Linked DNA regions of Zea mays: regions 2 and 3 are each linked to region 1. A link is a contact called in public Hi-C data. All regions are on one chromosome and are shown on one strand. Each heading gives the region's core, a stretch centred on a gene start, on an enhancer-like site or on the middle of the called end of the contact. The rest is flanking DNA. Distances are from core to core; before and after follow the strand shown.

Region 1 (5,076 bases), core at 834-3,333:
GAATGTATGATTTTTTAAGAAATCATATAGAATTTTTATTGAATTCAATTTATTTTTATATATAAAACATAGAAAGTATGGGAAAATCTGCATTGCAAAGAGGGCAAGGGCAACCTATTATGGAGGTTAAATGTGAACTCGTGTTTATATCTCAACAAGTCGGTTGCCCGTGCGTTGCGACGGCTCGCAACAATACCCATGTAAAACTATCCACCAAAAAAAATCTCATTTTTCTTATTAATTGTCTTCGCTCTTCGCATAATATTTTTTATGAACGCATGGGTACCATAGGCAGCAAAACATGGATCCCATCCCTCCCCTCTCCCACTTCCAAGGTTTCGTAGAGCAGAAAGGGAAGGAAAGAGGCAAACATACTTGTTCGTTGCCGGAGAAGGACACGACGAAGACCTGTACACTTGGAGACGACATATGTAGTATACCGCTAAATACATATAGGGATAAAGCATGCAAGCGGAGAAAGAAGTTCAGCCGGAGCAGCTCCAAACCGAGTGGCACCCGCACCAGGTGTCAGTCTGAGAAGGGCGAGAGAATGCGAGTGTTCCTAGCCTCGGACCCGCCGAAGGGACACAACACCACCACCAACTCCGTAGCATATGTTGACTGCTGCCACGCTACGGGCCTTGGTTGTCCAATATCTCAGACTTGGACTCTTTATTGCCAAGATAACCTAAGCGTGGCAGGCGTCACCATGTCCTCCTCGGCGGCACGCACGAAGAAAGGCTAGGAGCATGATCGACTCGCCCCGTACCTGCGTCGATGAGCGTCGGTCGGCTCGCGGCTGCGACCGTGGGCAGGGGCAGTAGGTTAGGAAGAAAGAACAGGACGAAGGCCGGAAAGACGAATGGGACGTCCGACGACTGCGAAAACGATGATGCGCGCAAGATGTGAAACGTCCTCGTGAACGTGCAATAGCCACTATGCGAGTCGGTGTCGGGGCTAGTGTCGGACGAATACGGGGAGGAGGCGTCTGCCCCCTCGCCATCTGCTGAGAATGGGGTGGCGCCGAGGCAGAGGCACGAGGGGAGAGAGAAAGAAAGCATGATGTGAACGAGGTGGTGGTAACTGAAGCGAGAACCATCATTATCATGCGGAGGTATAGATGGCCAAGTGGGTCGTATCTGACGAGCCGGCATGAGGCACAACCCATTTAAAAGTGCATGGGCCAGCCCGACACGAGCGTCGTGCGGTGGTTGGACAGTAGCCTCGGCCTATAATGCTGGCCCGATCCGACACGATTTTTTTATTTTACAAAAAATTATATATACATATGTACAATTTATATTCAATATTATAAACATCTGAGCATAATGTTTTATTGGTTAGACAGCTTCATCCATGTCTCCCACCTTCTTACATCAGGGTGTGGGTTCAAACTCACCTTTTGCACTGTTTTTTAACATTTTACGCTGATTTAACCAAATGGCCTGGCTGGCTAATGGGCCACCGTTTTTTAACATTTTACGCTCATTTAATCAAATGGTCTGATGGGCTAACGGGCTGGCTCGGCATGGTCAGCCCATGCCGGGCCGCCGTTTGGCCATCTATATGTGGAGGTGTTGTTTAGGACGTTACATCAGAGCGTGGGTTCAAACCCGCCTACATTTTACGCTTATTTAACCAAATGGCCCGATGGGTTAACGGGCTGGCTCGGCACGGTCAGCCCATGCCGGGCCGCCGTTTGGCCATCTATACGTGGAGGTGTGGTTTGGGACGTGGATGTTGTTGCGCAGAGGGGAGATAGGTTAATTTTAAATAGATGTGAGAGGTTCTTTGTGAAAAAAATGACGTGGCACTTGGAACAGTTTTTATATGTGAATAAAGTATCGGAAGGAGAAAGAATAGGGATAAGATAGAGAAGTAGCATGCCTCCTGCGCTAGCAGTTCCATCGATGATTCTGGCGTCTTTAAAAATGACATGATATTATAAGAGAAATTAATGTAAAAATAGACTTTGTATTATTATTTTTTTTCTTCTGATCAAAACACACACGCTTATTAGCAGGCCGTCGACGTCCCATAGCGCATACGTAACTTGCGGTCGAGGTAGGCCCAGTCCAATCCAACTTCTTAGCATAGGTCAAAACCTACCTGGGCCCTAAATAAATCCGTGCCGGGCCTGTTGGAACCTGCATCGTGATTAGCCTGGGAGATCTCAGCAGAATCAATGAATCATGTTTGACGACCTTGGAATTGCAAAGTGCCTGAATCTATCATTGCACAGTTTGCAGGTTCGTGCATCCTCACCAAAGCACTCGCTCCCGTTTCATCTTACACGCCTCAATGGAGTTTACATCGACACCTCCGTGAGAACAGTGGCAGCACGTTGCTGGCTATCTGTAGCAGCTTACTCATTACAATCACTATATTCAAACTTTACCCCGTAAAATGTATACTCTTCAATGTAGTACTCCATGAGATCTTAGCACGTTGGGGGTCTGGGATGCGCCACCGGCACGGCGCGAGCGACACCCGATGTCGCTGTACTCGGTCACCATGGTGGTGGCGTTGCGGCTGCGCCGCCGGCGGTCTAGCCACGCCTGCCGCACAGTGGCGGAAGATAAAACAATAATTAGATACGGCTGAAGAAGAAAAAAAAAAGAAAAAAAACATGATGCAACACGCAAGACTCAAATTTGGAACCTATTGATTGCAAGCAGTATGTACTTATCACTACACCAAACATATTTTTTTAGTATGGCTCAAGCCATAGTCCGCCAAAAAAGGAGAAAAACATGATGCAACACGCAAGACTCAAACTTGGAACCCGTTGATTGCAAGCAGTATGCACTTACCACTACATCAAATATGTTTTTTAGGTATGGCTCAAGCCATAGTTCGCCATAATGGGTGCTCTACCACTGCTGTCGCATGTAGTGCACTTGCGGCCTCTGGCACGAGTGCCGGGCCACGGATCACGTGTTGAACGCGTACGCCGTGTAGTTGGCGTGGCGGTACCAGTTGAGCTCTTAAGGAATAAGGAACGTCCTCATTGACGTCTGCATCTCCTGCGGCCACAACACCCCACTGAGCACCACCACCACCGTGAACCCCCACGACACGGACATCGTCCACTCGTGCCCGGCGTCGTAGCACAACGACTGCTGCGTCAAGCCCGCTAGGTCCTAGCACACCGACTGCTGCGCCACACCCGCTGGTCCACCACCACCGCTACCGGTAACTGAATTTGGCTCTTTACCAAGTATTAATTGATTTATAGAGATTTTTTCGGCACTCGGCAAAAAATAACTTTACTTAGTGCCAAACAAAAAACACTCGGCATACAAAAACACTCGGCATACAAAAACACTCGGTAAGGAACTTCTTTGTGGAGTGTTTTCGGCAAAGAAGCTCTTTGCCTAGTGTTTTTTGGCACTAGAAAAAGAAAGTTTTTTTGTCGAGTGTTTTTTCGGTACTAGACAAAGAGCTTCTTTTTTTAGTATAAAAAACACTCAGTAAACAGCTTCTTTGCCAAGTGCTTTTTTGACATTAGGCAATGTCAATTTTCAAATCACATTTTGAAGCTATAAACTAATTCAAAATGAAAAAGTTTTCAACTACAAAGTTATATAAATCATTAGGATGCATAATTATTTTGGTTACTTTCTTCAGATGACAAATCAAAAGTAAATTAACTTATATCTCGCTTATAGTTTATGAAACTACAAGTGAGATGTATAAGATTTGTGAACAATGTTAGAACCACCATGTTAGATGAACAAATGATTAAACAACCAAAATAAACTCTATAAATCTTGTAAAGTTATAAAACATTATAGTTGTCAACTTTTCTATTTAAAGTTAGCTTGTCAACGAAAACTACGTCAGAACTTAAAAATTTTAAAAATAGTTTTTTTTAAATACCTCAGATAGGAAAACCACCAAAACAAAAGTTGTAGGTCTTGAAATATCATGAAAGTTTGTAGTTGACAACGTTTTGGTTTAAAACCATTTGTCATGCAAAACTACGTTTGCATTTTAAAATTCGAAATTTTCAACCAACCTCGCGTGGAAAAACGACCAAAATAAAAGTACTAGGTCCTGAAATGTTATGAAACTTTTTAATTAACAACTTTTTATTTAAAATCATCTTGTCATATAAAAATATGTTTGAAGTTTTCAATTTTGAAATTCAAATTTTGTAAATGACCTCGGATGAAGAAATTGTCAAAATAAAAGTAGTAGATCTCAAAAAGTTATGCAACTTTGTAGTTGACAAACTTTTCATTTGAATCCATTTAGTGCCTCAAATAATCTATTTGCACTTGGTTTGTTATATTATGTGGAGAAGAAAAATATGATATAGACACAATTGAGATAGTGGTGTAGTGCTAGAGAAGATTATAAGTGAGAGAGAGGTTGCGAGTTCGAATCTCATCAGCCATAAAAACATGGATTTGATTCAACAAAGAGAGATGTACCTTTTGTTGTAGGACCATAGCACTCGATAAAGAGGCTTTACCGGTTCCCATGTGTGCTCTATTTGTCGAGTGATATGGTCACTTCACTCGACAAATGCATTGAGTGTAACACTCGGTATAGTGTCCAAAGACCTCCTTTTTATTTGTTTTTGTTATTCCATCCAAACAAACAAAAGATATATATCATTTATATCGCATATACATCATAGAATCATCACATGTATCACTAACACCACATATCTCACAGATAGCACCACATCAACAAGTTTCACAAGCATAAATATCACCAATACAAAGTATCTCACAAACATAAATATCACATGCACTTCCTTCGTTCTTTTTTATTTGTCGCATTTTAGTTCAAAAATGAAGTAGCGAACGACAAATATTCGAGAACAGAGGTAGTATCTCACAAATCAACACCAAGTATTACCAACATGGCAACATCAACAAGTTTCACAAACACAAACATAAGTCTCACAAGTTTCACAATCACCACTAAGAGAAGATCATCAGCGCAGTAGCCAGTTAGACTGGTTCGGCGACGGGTTGGGCGAACCATTTAGGTTGTTTGATGTCGTCGATTGATTCTTGCATGTGTGAGACCAGATGAATATATCATATAGGACTAAAATTT
Region 2 (5,076 bases), core at 984-3,483, 100 kb before region 1:
GCCTCAGGATCCCACAGTACAATAGTACATATAGTAAAGCCAGTAGGATCCCTCCAAGCAGCCACATATAGAGTTCATCAGATGAATTTTGCATGAGAAGATTGTGCAAATGCATCCAGAATTCTATGCTTGTTTGTGTCACTCGTGATATTTCATAAGGGATACCAAACTTACTAAAACACTAAAAGAGAATGTCCTTAAGGGGCTCAAGAGCAAAGTGATACATGATCCATGTGGAGAAGAAAACAGTAAGTCAGCAACAGCCAAATCATGTTACAAATACAATGGCATGATGGCTTCTGCAGCTATTTGACTTATTTTTTTATAATCAAATGTCTCCACTACAACTAATTATATTCAAATGCAATTCAGCTGTGAATCCATGTTTCAGAAGTCAAACTGAATAAATGAGGCAATAGCAATACAGCCACATCTAGGGTAGAGTACTTTTACAGCATCATGAGCATGTCCTCCATTGACCATTGACAAAGCATGGAGAATGCAAAGTCCAAGCATGAAAGGAGTGATGATACAAAACTACAATACTTTTAGAGAGGTGATAAAACTACAGTACTTACAACTTAATAAAAAGTATGATGTGATTAGATGCACACAACAGCCGCAGGTTGTCACTCCTCAAAGATGCCCAGCCTGCAATATTCAATAGTCCGTCTTACTGGGCACAAGCTGATATGTTCTGGCCAGTTTCCCTTCATCGGAGTTCATCTGTCTCCAGGACCAAGCTGTGCCGTTATTCCTCAACTCGGTCCTCAACCTCACCATCAGCGTGACCAAAGCCACAAACAACCCAACAAAGATGAAACCACAGAGCAGGGAGCGGGCAAATTCTCCAATCCCCTTACTCACCACATATTCCATGTGTAGATCAATTGGGAAGTCTCCATCCATACCTCCACTGGTCTTGTTCATCCTCATTATCTCCAGTGCATTAAGGATACCACTTACTTCATCAGATCGACTCTTCTTTAAGCCACCAATCGCCAATTTCAGTATCCCCTCATCCTTCACATCGACGATAAAGTCAATGTAATAAGGATAGGCCAAGAATCCAGTTGCACTGGAGAGATCGAAATCCTTGACTGCAAGATCACCATTGACGTAGATATTGAAGTAGAGCTCATACAGAGCCTTGCTAGCAATGTCACAGAAGTGCATACGCACAAGGTACCGGCTGCTAGCAGGCACAGGGAAACCCCAAGTCACATTCACCCCTGGCCTCACGGATCTTGCAGAGTTGTAGACATTGTCAGGAGCCACTTCTCTTGTCATCTGCTTGCTACCCTTGGGATAAGCAATCCGGCCACTGGACGACCACACCATGTAGTTGGAGGAGTCGGTGTCGATGAGGAATTTCTCATCGTTAACCCATGTCCGCCACAGTGTGTCGTTGAATGGCGTGACCTTGCGCCCCGCGACGTTGATCCTGTAGAGAGTCTCAAACACCTGAGACGACAGCTCGTGTATCTGAGCGGCGCCGCCGGACGTGACTAGGGTGCCGATGTCGCCAACGAGCTCTTCGGGCGCAGAGACGAGCTCGATGGCGTTGACGAAGGCAGTGGAGCCGGAGTCGGGGACGAAGGTGAGCACGAGGACGTCGGAGTCCACGGGGAGGATGAACTCCTTGACGACGGGGGACGAGGCCGTGAAGTTGTGGAGGAGGAGGAGCCCCCCGGCGCCGACGTGGAAGCGGGCCGCGGCGAGGGCGGGGACGAAGGGGTAGAAATGGAGGCGGAGGATGTGGTGCCCGCGGCGGCGGACATCGAGGTCGTAGGACGCGCGGCAGGAGAAGACCCGAGCGGAGGCGAGGAGCGAGGACGGCGGCGGCGGGGAGCCGGGCGGCGCCGCGGAGGAGAGGGACGGGGAGGATGACCGGAGGCGGGTGGATGCGCAGCCAGAGTCCGGCACGAAGCGGCGGCCGTCGGGGAGGACGGCGGGCGCCGCCGCGCCGCACGCAAGGAGGTGGTTGTCCGCCGGGGCGAACCGCGCGGCGGCGGCGGCGGCGCAGAGGGCGCCGATGAGGATGAGAGCGAGGGCGAGGCAGCGCGAGGTTGGTGGGGGAGCCATGGCGGTGGGGGGCGGGGAGGTGGATTTGGGTAGGGATTTGTTGAGCTGTGACTCCTGTGGGAAGCGGGAGCGCCGAAATGGCGTTGGGTTGATAATTTGATTGAAGGACAGCTGGAGATCGTCGGGCAAGGCCGGAGTGGAGGAATCAATTCAGCGCGTTGAGCTGGGGAAGACAAGTCGCTCGGGTGGTGTGGCGGGGCCTACGCGTCGTGGCTGTGGCGGTGCGGTGGCTTCATTTGGCCTGGTCAGTGTTGGACTAGGACGCGTCGGTAAGGCTATTCGCATCGTCCTGCTCCTACCTTGTTTCTCTGACTTAAAAAACTAATTTGATAACTCTATTTTTAAGTAAATTTTATTTTTCTAAAAAAAATAATTTTTTTTCTTAAAAACCTAAAAAATATTATGTCTTATTTTTTCGTCCACGTGATTTAGTCGTTTTGGGTTTGTTTTAAGTTAACCACTATTAACTTTAACCCGTTATAACGAATATTTCATAAGATTTTATAATATAAAAGTAAAGTTACTAGATTCATCATGACTTGAACTACCATAATATATAATTCTTTTAGTTTAAAATAATTTAATCTATATATATTGATAGTTAAAATTAAAATAGTTTGACTTAGAACAAACCTAAAACGACTAAATCTTGTGGATGGAGGGAGTAGTCAACAAATTTTTAACCCTATATCACAATCCTCTGGATCTATATTTATCCTATATCTCTACCATATATCAACTACATCCACCACTGTTGGTCATGTAGAGGAAAAACAAGAGATGGAGTAGGACAGGATGTAATATGTATTTGAGGTGAGAGAAGACTCTCCCTATCATCCAGTACCCTTTTAGGGTTGAGCATTGCACCCCTTCAATTACTGCAAAGGGGATCCAGTACCATTTGAGGTTGCTCACCGCGGACAATCTCAGCGTGGTGTGATGGCGCATTATCTGTTGAGTCATACTCCGCAGGGGCAGAGTCAAAGAGGGGCAAAGCGGGCCATGGCAATCCTCAATTTTGTACAACTTCTTGTACCTAATGATTATTTATGGTTAAGTGTAGACAAATTGAAGTTTTGGATAGGCTAAGGCATTGTTCTAAACCTTTAAAACTAACAACTAGCGACTAAAATTAGCTGAGAGGTTTAGAACAGATAAATTGATTGACCACCTAATTGTTAGCTACTATACTCATCAAATAACCAATAGTTGTTAGCTGCCTTAGCTAAAACCAATTAACAGCTTATTATGTGGCTAATAAATAGCTATCGAAGTTTGGAACAAGGTCTAAACCAACCCTGTCATGAACCTCCTCGTCGGATCGGTTTAGTCCTCTCAGCTCTCATCCTCCTACTCAGTCCAGTCCTCACATCTATCCATCTGGCCATATTCCTCCCGACACCACCCAAACCAGTTTGCTCCTATGCTCCATTTTCGTCGCCACCCCCTCATCGACATGTCACCACTCGACCCCACCCCTCCCTGGCACATCCGCCCTTGCCCCGTTGCCACAACACCGACCCACCCAACAAGTCGAATCTCGCTCGTCGCAATGAAGCGACATGTCCTCAGCAGTCGGCAAGCTTGGTGAACCAACGAGACCTGGCTCTCAGCTGCTGACGTCCCCTGACCCCACCCTTTCCTGGCGCCCCTGCCCACAAAGGAGATCAACATTCGCTAATGTACACATGATTTCAATTCGGTCATCAAAAACTTAGCGATGTGTTTGCTTCATCGTCGTCCAGCACATGTTGGGATGAAGAATCTTCATAAGCTTCTAAAGGGAGAACATGTGTTAGGACTAACCGATGTCGTTTTGAGAAAGACAGACCTTGTGCAGCATGTCAAAAAGGGAAATAGGTGGGAACAAGTCATCCAATCAAGAATGTGATGACGACATCAAGACCATTGGAACTTTTACATATGGATCTCTTCGGGCCCGTTGCTTATCTTAGCATTGGGGGAAGTAAGTATAGTCTTGTTATTGTTGATGACTATTCCCACTTCACTTGGGTATTCTTTTTGCAGGATAAGTCTGAAACCCAAGAAAGCCTCAAGTGCTTTCTAAGACGGGCTTAAAATGAGTTTGAGCTGAAAGTGAAGAAGACTAGAAGCGATAATGGATCTGAGTTCAAGAATCTTCAAGTGGAGGAATATCTTGAGAAGGAAGACATCAAGCATCAGTTCTCAGTTCCCTACACTCCACAGCAAAATGGTGTAGTGGAGAGGAAGAACATGACACTCATTGATATGGCAAGGACGATGCTGGGAGAATACAAGACGTCAGAACGATTTTGGTTGGAAGCCGTAAATACGGCTTGCCATGCCATAAATCGTCTCTATCTTCATCATCTCCTCAAGAAAACGACAATTCACCGGTAACAAACCCAATTTTTCCTATTTTTATGTATTTGGGAGTAAATGCTACACCTTGGTTAAGAAAGGTATACATTCAAAGTTTGCTCCCAAAGTTGTTGAAGGGTCTTTACTTGATTATGATTCAAATATATAGGGTCTTCAACAAATCTTCGGATTTAGTTGAAGTCACTAGTGATGTTGTATTTGGTGAGACTAATGGCTCTCCAAGTGAGCAAGTTGATCTTGATAACATAGATGAAAACGAGGTTCCGATGGCCGCAATGAGAACTATGGCGATAGGTGATGTGCGACCAAAGGAACAATAAGTGCAAGATCAACCTTCTTCCTAAATGATGGTGCAACCCCCAACTCAAGATGATGAACAAGTACCTCAAGACGATGGCATTATCAAGGGGGGAGCACAAGAACAAGAAGGAAGGAAGGAGGAGTACCACATGCACCTCTGACCCAAGACTGCACCAACATTCAAAGGGATCATCCGGTGGATCAAATCCTTGGTGATATTAGCAAGGGAGTTACCACGTGTTCACATATTGCAGTGTTTTGTGAGCACTACTCTTTTGTTTCTTATATTGAGCCTTTCAGGGTAGAAGAAGCCTTGTAGAATCTAGA
Region 3 (5,076 bases), core at 1,238-3,737, 110 kb after region 1:
CTCGCAGCTGAGCACAGTACCAGTAAAAACTGCCTCTGCCTGCGTGAGCGTGACTACTGTGCGATCGATCGAGCCCGAGACATTGAATGGCAAGGGGATGGGCGTGCAAAGAAGAAGGCAGTGGACAGTGGAGTAGTAGCTAGCACCTAGCAGCATGCAGAAGCGAAAGAAAAGGCCAGCAGCAGGTCCTTGCACTCCCAGAGTCATAGCGCTGTGCAGAGACTGTGCGGGCGAGTCTGCCGCAGCACAGCTGCATGTATGACCGGCCGGGGGTGAGGGAGGAGGGGAGGGGACCCCGAGCCCCAGCCCCAGCCCCAGGGTCGATGGATGGATGGAAGATACCCCAAGGTGGGCGAGGGAGAATAGAGGTTTCCAAAAGCGAAGGGCGAGGCCCCAGAATGGCGTCCCTTCCCTGCCCTAGTCGCAGGTGCACCCTTCCGGCAACCATAATTGAACTCCTGCTGCTAGTAGTACTTTCCTGCTAGCTTTTTTTTTTTGTCCCCTTATTCTCCCCCCTCAGATTCGTCTTGGACTAGTAGAGCCTAATTAATCATGGATTAGCTATCTAGCTAGACCCGAGCTGCCCAGCTCGCTCGGCGATCGGTCGGTTGCGAGCTATAGCGCTGCTCACCTCTTCCAGCATGATGTAGAGCTTGTCCTTGAGCCGCTGCAGCTCCAGCGCGTCCATGGCCTGGATCTGCGGCGACGGCGCCCAGGAGGCCGACGACGACGACCCCTCGGCGCCGCCGCCGTCTTCTTGCTGCTGCTGCTGCTGCGAGGCCGGCTTATTTGCGGCCTTGGCGCGCTTGCTGGAGGCGGCAGCGCTGCTGCTGTCCACGGGGAGGCTGCAGAACTCCTGCAGGACCTGCTGCGCCGGGACGAGGAACCTGGAGCTGCGCAGGTGCCACGCGTGCTGCTGCGGCGACGGCGAGTAGTCGTGCTGCTGCTGCACCCACGCCGCCGGCTGCTGCTCCTGATGGTACCGGGACGAGGAGCCACCGCCGGCGAGGTGCTGCTGCTCGTGCAACGTCGTCGCCACGTCCGGCCGGCACAGCGACAGCGACAGCGGCGCCTGGTGCTGCTGCTGCTGCTGCTCGCTCAGGAAGCGCATGGTGGCGTCGTCCGCGGAGCCGCTGACGTCTGGCCCCACCCCCGCGTCGTCGTCGTCGAGGAGCGCACCGGCCTTGCTGTGGCCGTGATGGTGGTGGTGCTGGTGGTGTGCCGCGGCGGGGGGCATGGCGGCCAGGCCACGCATGCCGAGGAACTCCATGTCGTCGGCATGCAGGCCATAGAGCTCCGGCGCCCCGACGTCGTCGTCCATCGCCGTGGCGCCCGCCGCCGCCGCCGCCGAGAAGTAGTCCGCGAAGCCCAGGCTGGGGTCGTGCGCCATCTTGATCGCCCGCGCTTCTTGAGGTTGAAGCGCGCGCGCGCACACACACACACAGCACACGGATCAGCAGAAGCGCGGCGGAGAGGGCGGGGAAGGAAAGAGAGAGAGTGGAAGTGGAAGGAATAGGATCGAACAAGGGGAGAAGGAGAAAGTCACTTTAATTTTGTCGTGCGGAGTGGCTGTCAGGCAGGGCAGCCGCTGGAGCTTCAGTGCTTCGGAGGAGAGGAGCTCGATCGGCCGACCAGATAAATCTTTCCTGACATGGCTACAAGAGGCACGTAGTTAGTGCTCAGCGACCACCGGCCGGCCGGCCAGCAGTGATATGATCCATGCATGGGGATAGCTACTAGCTACTGATACTACCCAGCTATAGCTCATCGTCGACCAGCCCAGACGACACGCATGATCATCGATCAACGAGGAACACAGACACACAGCAAAAGAGAGAGAGAGAGAGAGAGATGTATACACACACATATACCAGAGAAAACATATACAGTCCTGATGAGAAAAGAGAGAGAAAAAGGAGAAAACATAAGCAAGCAAGCAAGCTAATTAAGTCAAATAAGATGCGTTGCAAGTAGCAATCATCGGGGGAGAGCAAGAATAGTAGCACGAGCCGCTAGCAGATAGATAGCTAGGTAGCCATAGGCCCCCCCTCTTTACCTCTGCCAAGCAAGCAAGAATCTCGCTTTGTGTTGGGGGAGGGCAGGGGTGGAAAAGGAGGAAATTGGGATCAAAAGAAAAGGCAGGCACAGCAGTAGCACAGGGGTGATTTGGACGCTCGGGTCTTAAAGAAACCAACCAAACCCAAAGATCTCATCCGCGAGCGGGGAAGGGGAACGGGAAAAGGGTGGGGGCGACGGGCGCCAGCAAAAGCATACATGGCGACATGCCGCGAGCGAGCTGCTGCTGCTGCTGCTGCTGAGCTCGGAGGAGCGAGGGGTGCAGTGCAGTGCAGCGGTGGTTGCCGCGTCAAGCTCTCGCCCCGCGCCCTGCCTCCTCCTCCTCCTCCTACTTGGCTTTGGCTACTTCTCTGCCTCTCCGCGCTGTGCCGCTGCTACTAGCACTAGCACTAGCAGTAGTGGCCCATGCCCAGTCTACTCTGCTGCATCGCGCCTATATATATCCCGTCCAAACATCTGCGTGCTGAACTCAACTCACGAGTGGTGGTAGGCTAGCACCAGTATCCGTATGCATCTGGGAGGGTAATTAATTGCGTCCCCCCAGCTGGCCTGATTAATAATTATAATCTGATCGATACTACCACTCTCCTTTTCGCTTTCGCCAAATTATTATGTCCGTATGTTTCCTTTGTTTCCAAATCACTACCGAAATTTGGCTCTTCGTGAGTGTCAAATAATTTGCTAAGTGTTTTTTTTCGGTGAGCTCTTTACCAAGTGCCAAAGGATAGTTTGGGAAGTCTCTTGGAAATAACGGCAATGTAATTGTCGGTGTTTCGAAACCCGGGGGTCCCTGGACCGACGAGTGAATTGTCGCCGCGTGCCCCAGCCCAGATGGATCGACGCAAGGCGGAACGCGAAGGGGGGAAAGGAAGCGGCCGGAGGGAGGCGGGCGTGAGAGAGTGTGGATCCCGCGGCCTTCGTGTTAGCCCCGCGCCTGAGTCGGGTGCGCTTGCAGTAGGGGGATACAAGCGTCCACGCGGGAGTGGGAGCGAGCGGCCTTGCGCGAGCGCCGTCCCGTCCTTCTCCGCGCGGGCCAACCCTCTGTAAAAGGGCCCTGGTCCTTCCTTTTATAGGCGTAAGGAGAGGATCCAGGTGTACAATGGAGGGTGTAGCAGAGTGCTACGTGTCTAGCGGAGGAGAGCTAGCGCCCTAAGTACATGCCATCGTGGCAGCCGGAGGGGTTTTGGCAACCGGTTCGTGTGGTGTCGTGGCCGTCGGAGGAGTGCTGGAGCCTGGCGAGAGGGCAGCTGTCGGAGCCGTCGAGTCCTTGCTGATGTCCTCTTGCTTCCGTAAGGGGGCCGAGAGCCGCCGTCGTCACAGAGTGTGCGGGACGCCATCATTGCCTATCTGGCGGAGCGAGCCAGATGGGACGCCGGTCTTGTTCCCCGTAGCCTGAGTCAGCTCGGGGTAGGGTAATGATGGCGCCTCCTGTCGACGTGGTCGGTCCGCGCCCTAGGTTGGGCGATGTGGAGGCTCCTCCGAGGTCGAGGTCGAGTCTGTCTTCCGTGGCCGTGGCCGAGTGAGAGCACCTAGAGGGGGGGTGAATAGGTGATCCTGTAAAACTTGAAAACTTAAGCCACAAAACTTGGTTAAGCGTTAGCATAGTATATGCCAAGTGGCTAGAGAGGAATCTCAACAAAACACAATAACCACAAGAAATCAATCACAGAGATGGCACGGTGGTTATCCCGTGGTTCGGCCAAGACCAACGCTTGCCTACTCCACGTTGTGGCGTCCCAACGGACGAGGGTTGCAATCAACCCCTCTCAAGCGGTCCAAAGACCCACTTGAATACCACGGTGTTTTGCTAGCTTTTCTCAATCCCGTTTGCGATGAATCTCCACAACTTGGAGCCTCTCGCCCTTACACTTGAAATTCACAAAGAAGCACGGATCAAGGGAGGGATTAGCAACGCACTCAAGACAAGAAACCACAGGAACACCACGCACACAAGTTGCAACGAGAGCTCACAACACAACTCAATGAGTTCACCACTCAACTAGAGCTCTAATTGCTATCGCAAAGAATCAAAGGCGCGGAATCGATGTCTTGGTGCTTAGGAATGTTGTAGGAATGCTTGGTGTCCTCCTCCATGCGCCTAGGGGTCCCTTTTATAGCCCCAAGGCAGCTAGGAGCCGTTGAGAGCAATCTAGGAAGGCTGATCTTGCCTTCTGTCGACTGGCGCACCGGAAAGTCCGGTGCACACCGAACACTGTCCGGTGCCCGATTTCCTTCCATAAATGGCGCAGTCGACCGTTGGCAGCCTGAGAGCCGTTGGCGCACTGGACATGTCCGGTGCACACCGGACAGACCGGTGCCCCCTTCTAGCCGTTGGCTCGGCCACGTGTCCCGCGCAGATCGCGCAGCCGACCGTTGGCCCTGCCGACCGTTGGCTCACCGGACAGTCCGGTGCACACCGGACAGTCCGGTGAATTATAGCCGTACGTCGACGATGAATTCCCGAGAACGACGAGTTCGCCTGTGAACGGCCCACCGGACAGTCCGGTGCACCATCGGACAGTCCGGTGAATTATAGCCGTACACCGCCGTCGAAGTCCCGAGAGCAGCCACTTTGCTCGAGCCAGCCTGGCGCACCGGACACTGTCCGGTGCACCACCGGACAGTCCGGTGCTCCCAGACTGAGCATACTTTGGCTGCTCGAGCCAAGGCATTTTCAATTGGATTTTTCCTGTTTCCAGCACTTAGACACAATACATTAGTCTCTAAAACAATGTACTAAGTCTGAGAAACATACCTTTATCCTTGATTTGTACTTTGTCCACCATTTTACACTTAGGCACTTGTGTTGGACACTAAACCACCAAAATACTTAGAAATGGCCCAAGGGCACATTTCCCTTTCAATCTCCCCCTTTTTGGTGATTTATGCCAACACAACATAAAGCAAGTAGAACAAGTACAAAATCACTTCAAATAAGAACTCAAATTATTTTGATTCAAATTTGACATATATGGATCACTCTTTGCCACCACTTGGTTT

The links. A called contact is a pair of places that touch in the nucleus more often than the background predicts.
Region 2: a Hi-C map of leaf shows a contact between it and region 1, with 5 times the contacts expected there. The contact joins the promoter of LOC100272871 here to the enhancer-like site in region 1. A contact is called at or near these places in 2 of 25 Hi-C or Micro-C datasets (ear and leaf).
Region 3: a Hi-C map of leaf shows a contact between it and region 1, with 4 times the contacts expected there. The contact joins the promoter of LOC100281788 here to the enhancer-like site in region 1. A contact is called at or near these places in 5 of 25 Hi-C or Micro-C datasets (ear, leaf and tassel).

Annotation. Positions count from the first base shown.
Region 1 is chr1:5,258,613-5,263,688 of Zm-B73-REFERENCE-NAM-5.0, reverse strand. No RefSeq gene overlaps it. Among protein-coding and RNA genes, the nearest start is that of LOC100383535, 20 kb to the left of the region's middle. Within about 2 kb of position 2,083, at least 15 of the 20 cell types and tissues checked have an H3K27ac peak or open chromatin away from gene starts, as enhancers often do. A contact at or near this core is called in ear, leaf and tassel, where this site is marked.
Region 2 is chr1:5,362,493-5,367,568 of Zm-B73-REFERENCE-NAM-5.0, reverse strand. LOC100272871 reads right to left here and starts at 2,233. Exons shown (of 1, transcript NM_001157626.2): 1 at 355-2,233. The coding sequence starts at 2,085. The coding sequence ends at 661.
Region 3 is chr1:5,153,489-5,158,564 of Zm-B73-REFERENCE-NAM-5.0, reverse strand. It overlaps LOC100281788, which reads right to left and starts at 2,487. Exons shown (of 6, transcript NM_001368098.1): 1 at 2,275-2,487; 2 at 1,547-1,655; 3 at 632-1,407. The coding sequence starts at 1,390.